Regions from separate parts of the Mus musculus genome. Here all the other regions are linked to region 1. The links are chromatin contacts, called in public ChIA-PET maps. All regions are on one chromosome and are shown on one strand. The core of a region is the stretch at or near the end of the contact, and the rest is flanking DNA. Distances in the headings are between cores, read along the strand shown. Region 1 overlaps Gm36723 (a long non-coding RNA gene). Region 2 has its middle 230 kb from the start of Gm36886. Region 3 overlaps Kidins220 (kinase D-interacting substrate 220).

Evidence for each region. ChIA-PET counts read pairs in DNA pulled down with a chosen protein or histone mark.
Region 2: an RNA polymerase II ChIA-PET map of memory CD8 T cells shows a contact between it and region 1, with 6 read pairs. The contact joins two enhancer-like sites. A contact is called at or near these places in 2 of 115 datasets of contacts at active chromatin or transcription factors (CD8 T cells and memory CD8 T cells).
Region 3: an RNA polymerase II ChIA-PET map of memory CD8 T cells shows a contact between it and region 1, with 17 read pairs. The contact joins two enhancer-like sites. A contact is called at or near these places in 1 of 115 datasets of contacts at active chromatin or transcription factors (memory CD8 T cells) and 2 of 9 other capture datasets (liver and pancreatic islet).

The regions. Positions count from the first base shown.
Region 1 is chr12:25,393,025-25,395,928 of GRCm38.p6, forward strand. It overlaps Gm36723 (a long non-coding RNA gene), which reads left to right. Exons shown (of 12, transcript XR_001780577.2): 5 at 371-488; 6 at 1,730-1,803; 7 at 2,852-2,904. Among named protein-coding and RNA genes, the nearest start is that of Gm36723, 39 kb to the left of the region's middle. Within about 2 kb of position 1,482, at least 28 of the 459 cell types and tissues checked have an H3K27ac peak or open chromatin away from gene starts, as enhancers often do. A contact at or near this core is called in CD8 T cells and memory CD8 T cells, where this site is marked.
Region 2 is chr12:25,700,991-25,703,872 of GRCm38.p6, forward strand. No RefSeq gene overlaps it. Among named protein-coding and RNA genes, the nearest start is that of Gm36886, 230 kb to the left of the region's middle. Within about 2 kb of position 1,426, at least 32 of the 459 cell types and tissues checked have an H3K27ac peak or open chromatin away from gene starts, as enhancers often do. A contact at or near this core is called in CD8 T cells and memory CD8 T cells, where this site is marked.
Region 3 is chr12:25,011,766-25,014,703 of GRCm38.p6, forward strand. Kidins220 (kinase D-interacting substrate 220) reads left to right here. Exons shown (of 32, transcript NM_001081378.1): 21 at 1,532-1,676. Among named protein-coding and RNA genes, the nearest start is that of Gm36236, 38 kb to the left of the region's middle. Within about 2 kb of position 1,571, at least 89 of the 459 cell types and tissues checked have an H3K27ac peak or open chromatin away from gene starts, as enhancers often do. A contact at or near this core is called in memory CD8 T cells, where this site is marked.

The sequences.
Region 1 (2,904 bases), core at 232-2,731:
TCTCTCTCTCTCTCTCTCTCTCTCTCTCTCTCTCTCTCTCTTTCTCTCTGTTAAGGATTGAGAAAAATCTAGGGTGTTCTACATTTGTGACAGCTTCAGCCACAAGGAAATCTGAGGCTGAACAGATTAAAGTGTTCCTTCCCACCATTGGCACAGGGAGCCTGCTATTTGTGTCAATCAAGCAGTGACATCATTTGGATGCCATAGTTCTGTTTGGACTCTATGCTATGATGTAGCAGATCCCAGTGGTACTCAGGATATGTAAACTAGGGAAGGACAACTTAGTGTTAGTTACCTTTTTTCAGCACTGTGACAACACACTGAAAAATAAGAAATGAAGGTTTTTGTTTTTCATTTTTATTTTTCACAGTGTTAACTTACAGTCTGCCATGGCAGGAAAGTCATTACAGTTGGAACTAGAGGCATTCAGCCACATTGGATCTGCCATTAGGAAGCAAACTGAGATGAATGTGGCTTTCTCCTTTCTGGTAAGTCAGAGACATCAGCCTGGCGAATAGCTGGACACTTTTAGGGTGGCTCACCCCATTTCAATTAAATTAGAAACTCTTTTACAGACGTTTCCAGAGGTTTGTCTCCTAGATGGTTCTAGCTTCTGTTAATCTGTCAACCAATATTAACTATGACGAGCACCAAAGGGAGCTGCGGCCAGGCCTGAAGAGCCTCAGTGAATGGCTTGCTTTCCTGAGAAAGGCCAATCATCAGTGCCTGCCCCATGAGAGGAGTGGCCCCTTCCATGCTTTTTGGCCATGTCAGTCATGCAGCATGTTACTTTGGGATATTAAATAGCACATGTCCAGGCTGGCTTCTGTCAGAATCACTAACTTGAAAGATTGGGAGGGTCCACCACAAAGAGAAGTAGACTGGACTCTAAGATTGGACACAAGCAAAGTCAGAGAGAACAGGGAAGTTTCACAAACACTAGGCCCGTCCTCCCTCATGTCACCCACTCGTGTTCTGGTATTTCCTCATCAGCTCTTCCCCGTGATCTTCTATGGAGATGATGGATTGATTCACTTGTCCATGAAGACATTGACTGCAGGCAGTGTTTCCCAGGGGCTGTCTTGAAGGACAGCAACTAGGAGAGACCCTCTGGGGACATGTGCCTGGAGGAGGGCATTTGGCCATCTCTTTTGTAGGAGAAACAAAGTACCTTACGCTGAAGTTCTATGTATGTGGTGTTTGTAGCAAAACTACTGTCAGTGTAATCTTCTGCAGAGAAAACATCATAGAATACAGAAGGCAAAGCTAGCTCGGGAAAGATTCCTGGAACTGAGTAGAGTGTGAAGACCCATGTGCCACACCGCACCTCCTCTGTAGAAGTGCCAGTAAGCCATTAAGAAAACAGGATGGCTTTGGTATTGACACCATTTTATCTGTCATCAGCCACCTAGCACAGGTCTGGGTGTCACAGTGGCAGAGAGGAAGTGAGTTTTGAACATGAAAATGACACCACAGGTTGATGTGTTTAAGTGCTTGGTCCCCAGCTAGTGGCACATTTTGGAAAAGTGGCCCCTGAGGTTAACATCTCTGCCCTGCTTCCTGCTCACCATTTGTTTCCTGCTTCACTGAGATATGAACCAGCACCCTGACACTCTCGAAGCATAGCCTATGGCCTCCCCTGCCGTTATCCCACCATGGCAGTAAAGGATCTGTCCTTCTTGTCTTATACCATGAACAAACATATATCATTCTTCCTTTGTATTTTCAGGTTTTTGGTCACAGCAGAAAGAAAGTAACATAAGAATGTTAACCAAGAGTCAGACAATGGGTGTAGACCACTAGGTAAGTGTTCTGGACTAGTGGTAGGTAGTGCAAGCTGAAAGAGGAGGAATCTTTGTGTGTGTGATTGGATACACACACACACACACACACACACACACATTCAAGTGTCTACAATGTGTGTGGAGAACAGAAGATAAGCCTAGGTGTCATTCCTTACTGCCATTATCCATCTTATATTTTGAGACAGAATTTCTCATTGGCCTGTAGCTGGTGTTTGCTCCTTTGTGGGTTCTTCCTTCCATCCTTCTCCATCCTTTCCCCACCCTTTCAACCCCCTAACACTAGATAGGAGAGGAAAAGTAGGGGGTCAAGGGGGTTTATGTTTTTATTGGTTATTTTATTTATTTGCATTTCAAATATTATCCCCCTTCCTGGTTTCCCCTCTGCATATCCCTTGTCCCCTCCCCCTACTTCTATGAGGGTGCTCTTCCACCCACCCAACCCACCCACTCCTACCTCACTGCCCTAGCATTCCCCTATGCTTGGGCATTGAGCCTTCACAGGTCCAAGCTCCTCCCTTCCTATTGATGCCAGATAAAGCCATCCTCCCCTACATAAGCAGCTGGAGCCATGGGCCCCTTCATGTATACTCTTTGGCTGGTGATTTAGTCCCTGGGAGCTCTGGGTGGGGTCTGCTTGGTTGATATTGTTGTTCTTCCTATGGGGTTGCAAACCCCTTCAGCTCCTTCAATCCTTCCTCTAGCTCCTCCATCAGGGTCCCCATTGCTAAGTCTGATGGTTGGCTGCAAGCATCTGCATCTGTATTGGTCAGGCTCTGGCAGAGCCTCTTAGGAGGCAACAATACCAGGCTCCTGTCAGCAAGTATTTCTTGGCATCAGCAATAGTGTCTGGGTTTGGTGGCTGCATATGGGATGGATCCCCAGGTGGGGCAGTCTCTGGGTGGCCTTTCCTTCGATCTCTGCTCCACTTTTTGTCCCTGTATTTATTTTAGACAGGAGCAATTATGGGTTAAAATTTTTTGAGATGAGTGGGTGGCCTGATACCTCAACCAGCGGCTGTGCCTAACCTCTAGATATGGTCTCTACAGGTTCTCTCTCCAGTTTATGAATTTTTTAAAGACACAAAAATTCCAAAATTTGT
Region 2 (2,882 bases), core at 176-2,675, 310 kb after region 1:
ATTGCTGAAAGATCACCACCTCCTTACGCTGCTCCCATTCTCCGCCCCCACCCTACCCACCCCGAGATCCACCTGCACCTACCATGTGTGTTCCAGTGAGGAATGTCCCCCATCATCTTGTTCGTTTGAACATTTGGTTCCCAGAAGGTGCAGCTGTCTGGGAAGGTTTAGGACATGTGCTTTAATAGAGGGAGTATGTCACAGGAGGTGGGCTTTGAGATTAAAGCCTCATGTCATTTCCAGTCATTATCTATGCTTACTGCTTATGTTACAAGACATGTGCCCTCAGCTTGTCACTCAAGCCACCGTGCCTTCCACCTCCTTCATTCTGTCCCCAACATTATGAACTCAAACCCCCTGGAACCATGAGCCTAAATAAACTCTTTCTTCTATAAGTTGCCTTGATCACAGTGTTTCACCACAGCAGCAGAAAAGTGACTAACACACTGTTGCCATTGAACTTTGGTGTTGAACTTCTTAGGGCTAACATTTATGAGAGGTATAGGTAATAGAAATCATTTTGGTAGGTTTTAATTCATTCACTCATGTATTCAAAGCTGTCTTTCTCAAGGCATGTCAAGAAGCCTTGACATAGGTGTATGAGCGAGTGACAAGCTAGCAGTAGGAACTGACCATGGTGTAAACTCACAAAATGCAGCACATTCTAGGTCAAAGAGTAGCCTTTGGGGACCCAGGTGCATTCCTTCACAGGACCCAGAAAGTTGTCAGTGCTTCTCCTACAGGAACGGAGTAAGCACCTGCTTGATTTCTATTGTGTTGTTGCAACACCATAACCAAAAGTGGTTTAGAGAAGCAATTGTTCATTTTGTGTACATTTCAATATCACAGTCCCACTGAAGGAAGTCATGGTAAGGGCTCATTCAGAAACTTGAAGCAGAAGCTATGGAGGGCTGTGGCTTGCTGGATCGCTCTTTCTTTCTTTCTTTCTTTCTTTCTTTCTTTCTTTCTTTCTTTCTTTCTTCTTTTCTTTTCTTTTCTTTTCTTTTCTTTTCTTTTCTTTTCTTTTCTTTTCTTTTCTTTTTTTTTTTTTTTTGAGACAGGGTTTCTCTGTGTACTTTGGCTGAACTCACTCTGTAGACCAGGCTGGCCTCGAACTCAGAAATCCACCTGCCTCTGCCTCCCAAGTGCTGGGATTAAAGGCGTGCCCCACCACCGCCCAGCCATACTTAGCTTTCTTGTATAGTTCAGGACCAGCTGTCCCCCACAGTATGCTGGGCCCTCCTCCACCATTTAACACTAAAGGCAATGCCCAACAGATACAACCGCTGGTCAGCCTGGTTCTGCTCTCCTTTCAGATGACTCCAGGCTGTGTCAGTTTGACAGTTGAAGCTAACTAGGACTGTGTGGAAGCCCACAGGGAGCAGCAGGTGCGCGGGGTGCCTGGTTGTACCTGGGAAATGTAAATGCAAGCTTTGTTTCCTTGTCTCTTGAAATGCTGGAAGGAAAACCACAGGTGCCTTCAAGGAAACAGATGGAAGCTGCGGTGTGTTTTGTGTAACCAAAGCATTAGGCTGTGTTTGTGTGGCTTCGGGCGAGTTACTTCCTCTGAGCTCTGATCTTTCTCAGGTGCAGCTCCAGAAACCATCCTTTCCTTTCCTTGTGGCTTTCTCGGGTCCACCGGCTTGCTCCGCCTCTGTGGTGTAAAAGACGCAGGCCCCTCTGTCATAGGCAGTAGACTGGCATGCCGTCTGGGTTTCCTTTCTAATCTTCCGCGAGTCTCATTCCAGAGCCCTTGGACAATAGGGCGGCATGGTGGGAGAGAGAAGAATGAACTCAGGGAGGGGGCCGGCCAATCTTAGCTTATTTCAAAGAGTTCACGTGGATTGTAAGTGTCGGATCATGAGGAGGCTGGCAAAAGGGCCCGCTCCTCATGAGGTCTGGTTAATATTAGGAATTATTGCCTCAAACACTGCAGGTGTGGATCGACCCCTTTCAGTCCCTGCAAGTGGGGCTGCAACCGCCTTTGACAGCCTCCAAGCTGCAGAGTGCTCACGCCCAGGGCAGACAATGATGCGGGGGAGTTGCTGGTTTTAGGATAGAAAATTACAATGCATATATAGTAAACAGCACCTGGAAGTTTACTAATGATTTTTACAATTAACAGCAGCGGTCTGATTATTCATGCGTGCTTTCTATGAAAGAGAAGAAAGGAAGCAGATGTTGAAAACAGTCACGTGGCTTGGAGTTTACTGGGAGGGGGCCCTGGTGGTGAGAGAAGAAGGATGGATGGGCTGGAGCAAAAGGAAGGAAGAGTGAACGAGGTGGAGATAGCTTCCTGTGGTTTTGCTCTGGCTGTCGTATGCAAATAGCCTCATCCAGATCTCACAAGAAACCTTCAGATACTTTCACATCTTCTTAAGTCATTTCTACACTCTGCATGTTTAAAGCCCCATGTAGTTTGCAGCGGCTGAGCAATAGATATATTAAGTAGTCAATGGAAACATATGATTGGGCTTTTTTTTTTTTTCTGTTTCGTACTAAATTTTGTGTGGCTCTGATGAACATGTAGGATGATTCTGGCTCAATGCCTGTAAAAGGCACCAGGTGGGCTTCTGGTTACTTCTAGAGACTCCTGTTCTTCAACCATGAAGCCATCTGTATTATATTCTGAAACTTGATGTCTGATTCCAATGTTTTTCACCCTTTGTTTCTCAGCCTTTTAAACCCCTTGCTCAGCTCCAAGTAAATTTGATGACTTTGTCTACAACTGAATGCTGAATGGACTTGTTTATATACTGAAAAGGGATGGTGTTGTCAGACAGTGCTCTTAAGGGTTAAATGTTTTCTTGTTTCACCATACACAGGCTTGCTCTCTCTCTCTCTCTCTGTCTCTCTCTCTCTCTGTCTCTCTCTGTCTCTCT
Region 3 (2,938 bases), core at 321-2,820, 380 kb before region 1:
GTTCTTCTGTAAACAATGCCTAGTGTTCTCTGTAAACAACGCCTAGTGTACTCTGTAAACGCCTAGTGTTCTCTGTAATCAACGCCTAGTGTTCTCCTGTAAAGGCAAACACGAAGCTAAGCTCTTGAGGTCGGTGCGGAGCTCCCTTTCAGCGTCAGCTGCCTCAGAGCTGCCTGGAGGGTAAAGACCTTCATCAGGGAGGAGGCCCCCACCCCGCAGCCTCTTCCCAGATCACTGCTGACTCTGCACCTAAGTAGTAAGATTTCCTAGCCAGCAAATGATCGTGGCCTCACGTTCGTTCCTGAGCAGGTGCCGGCCCTACTTTTTTTTTTTTTTTTTAATCTCTTTAGGTTCTTTCTCTTTGCCCAATGTTTACAAGGTCTGGATTGTAGTCTCCACGCCCAGGTGTGATTCAGGGCCCTTCCCAGTCTCCCTGGGTTTCTGGTTCAGTGCTTCAGTCTCTCTGTCCACCCATCTTATTTGTAGAGCAAAACCAGGTGTATTTATTTAGGCTTGTAAAGTGGGAAGGTGTCCACAGGCAGGGGAGCTTTGCTGATAATGTCACTTACGGATGGCTGACGTGGGCTCATACTGGCATTGCCTGTTTTCTTGTTTGCTACCATCTGGACATTACTTTGGTTTTGTTTTGGTTTTGGTTTTGGTTTTGGTTTTTCGGGACAGGGTTTCTCTGTATAGCCCTGGCTGTCCTGGAACTCACTTTGTAGATCAGGCTGGCCTCAAACTCAGAAATCCACCTCCTGAGTGCTGGGATTAAAGGTGTGCACCACCACGCCCAGCTTTTTTTTTGGGGGGGGGGCATTACTTTTTAAACCTTGTGTCTTTGGCTTTGTGCCCACATGCTTTGCAGGATATGAATTCAGAGATAATATGAGTGACAAATGATAGCGCCAAGGTCAGGGGGGTGTGTGATGCTGCATGTTGGATTTCTCTCTTGGCAGCCCAGGTTCTTGGGGACCTATGGTTTCATCTACCTTTCCCATGCGTCAGGACTCGGGGGAGTGTTCTTCTCTTAGGAGTGGGATACCTTAGCCACTCCAGCCCACTCTACAGGGTGCCTTCAACTCTTTGAGGAAATGCCAGGGAAGTTAAGAGTGGCTGTGCCTGGGATAAAATCGTGTTACACTTTAAAACACCCTAAAAATAGAGATGCTGAATCCCTAGAACCATGAAGGAACTTACCTGCTTTATTGTTTTATGGCTCCTAGTACGAGGCTTTATGGAGCTTGACCGTGATTTTCTTTACAGAGTTCTGTGCACTTCTTATCTGAGACATTACGTTTTCTCTAACACATGGGATGCCTGCCTGCCAACTCTACTGAGTCATTGCTCTGGAAAGTGCCTCAGAAGTGACTGTACTTGACTAGCCTGCAATCTTTCTCTTTGGTTAATATTGTGAATTCTGCTTTTCTTACCCACTGAGTTGGCTCTGCAGTCTGTTTTGTTGGTCTTACCATAAGCGTGCATGTTAACTCTCAAGGATGGGTGTTTCTCACTGGTGCTGTTGTTTCAGGATACTTACCGCAGAAGGCAGATGCAGAGAACCATCACGAGGCAGATGTCCTTTGATCTCACAAAGCTGCTGGTTACTGAGGATTGGTTCAGTGACATCAGTCCACAAACCATGAGACGGTTACTCAATATTGTTTCGGTGACAGGTGACTTTTGTTTTTCAAGTTCTGTGACAGATAATAAGTTTTATTTTGTTTATATTGTTTTGAGATAGTAGGCATTGAACTCAGGGCTTGTGCAAGCTCTGTGAATGTTGTGCTATTGAGTTGCACCCCCAGACTCACCATAAGTTTTAACGTTAACAGAGCACTTTGAGTGTGAGCTGTGTTGGTAGTGGTAGATGATAGTAGTAACTTTTTTGTAATAGTACTTGACAATCTGATATCACTTGGGAATTTATCTTAAAAGTTCATCATTTTAAAGTTCTTTTACTTTATATTTAGGCTAAATTTATATAATTTATATAACTGAGCACATTAATATTTGTGCTGAAATTCAGATTTTTATATACTGCCATATTATTTCAGTTTTTCTATGATAATTTGAATAAAAATATTTGTAATACAATGGAGACTATTAGCTAGGCAGTGGTGGCCCACATCTTTAATCTCAACACTCTGGAGGCAGAGACAGGCATATCTTTGATCAGGTTCAAGGCAAGCTTGGTCTACAGAGTGAACTCTAGGTCAGCCAGAGCTAAACAGAGAAACCCTGTCTCGAACCTCCCAAGCCTGCCCCATTCCCCAAAAAGGAGCTTATTGCTATGACTGAATTCTTTGTGTGGACGCTGCTCTTCTGTATGTTAAGGCTAATTAGCATGAGAGCAGTCATAGACACACTTGCATTTTAACTTCTAGAATGTGTGTCTTTCCTTACATGGTATTGCTTGGTACCTTCTGGTGTTTCCTAGTGTTGACTCTGTCAATTGGAATTGCATTTTATACTAAGTTTAGGGCTCCTGACGTAAACTGTATTATAGGTGGGGGTCATACCTAAGATAACATTTTATAGTTATAAATCTCTTTAAATGAGACTTCAATCTTCCAATGCTGGTTCGACAGAGGAACTGTTTCCTGATATTATTGCTAACACCGACATTCTCACTTGACAATATGTCTTATCATCCTTCTTATGCCCAGAGTTGGTCTGGGCATGGTAGAAATTTAACAGGAAGTAAGATAGCACCCCTCCCACTCAAGCACCTCCCTTTCCCTGGAACTTCTCCTGGCTCTGCCCCTCCTGGCTCTGCCCCTGCCTTGGCCCTGCTTCTGTTCTCAGCAAAGCTCCTTGGTAGAGCACACTGCCCTCTCCCATGCTGTTCTTCCTCCAGTCCTCCCAGATTTCCCAAGACCCTTCTCAGGGCTTCAGCGAGGAGACTGCACTTGAGGTTCCCCAATGGCTCCTACAG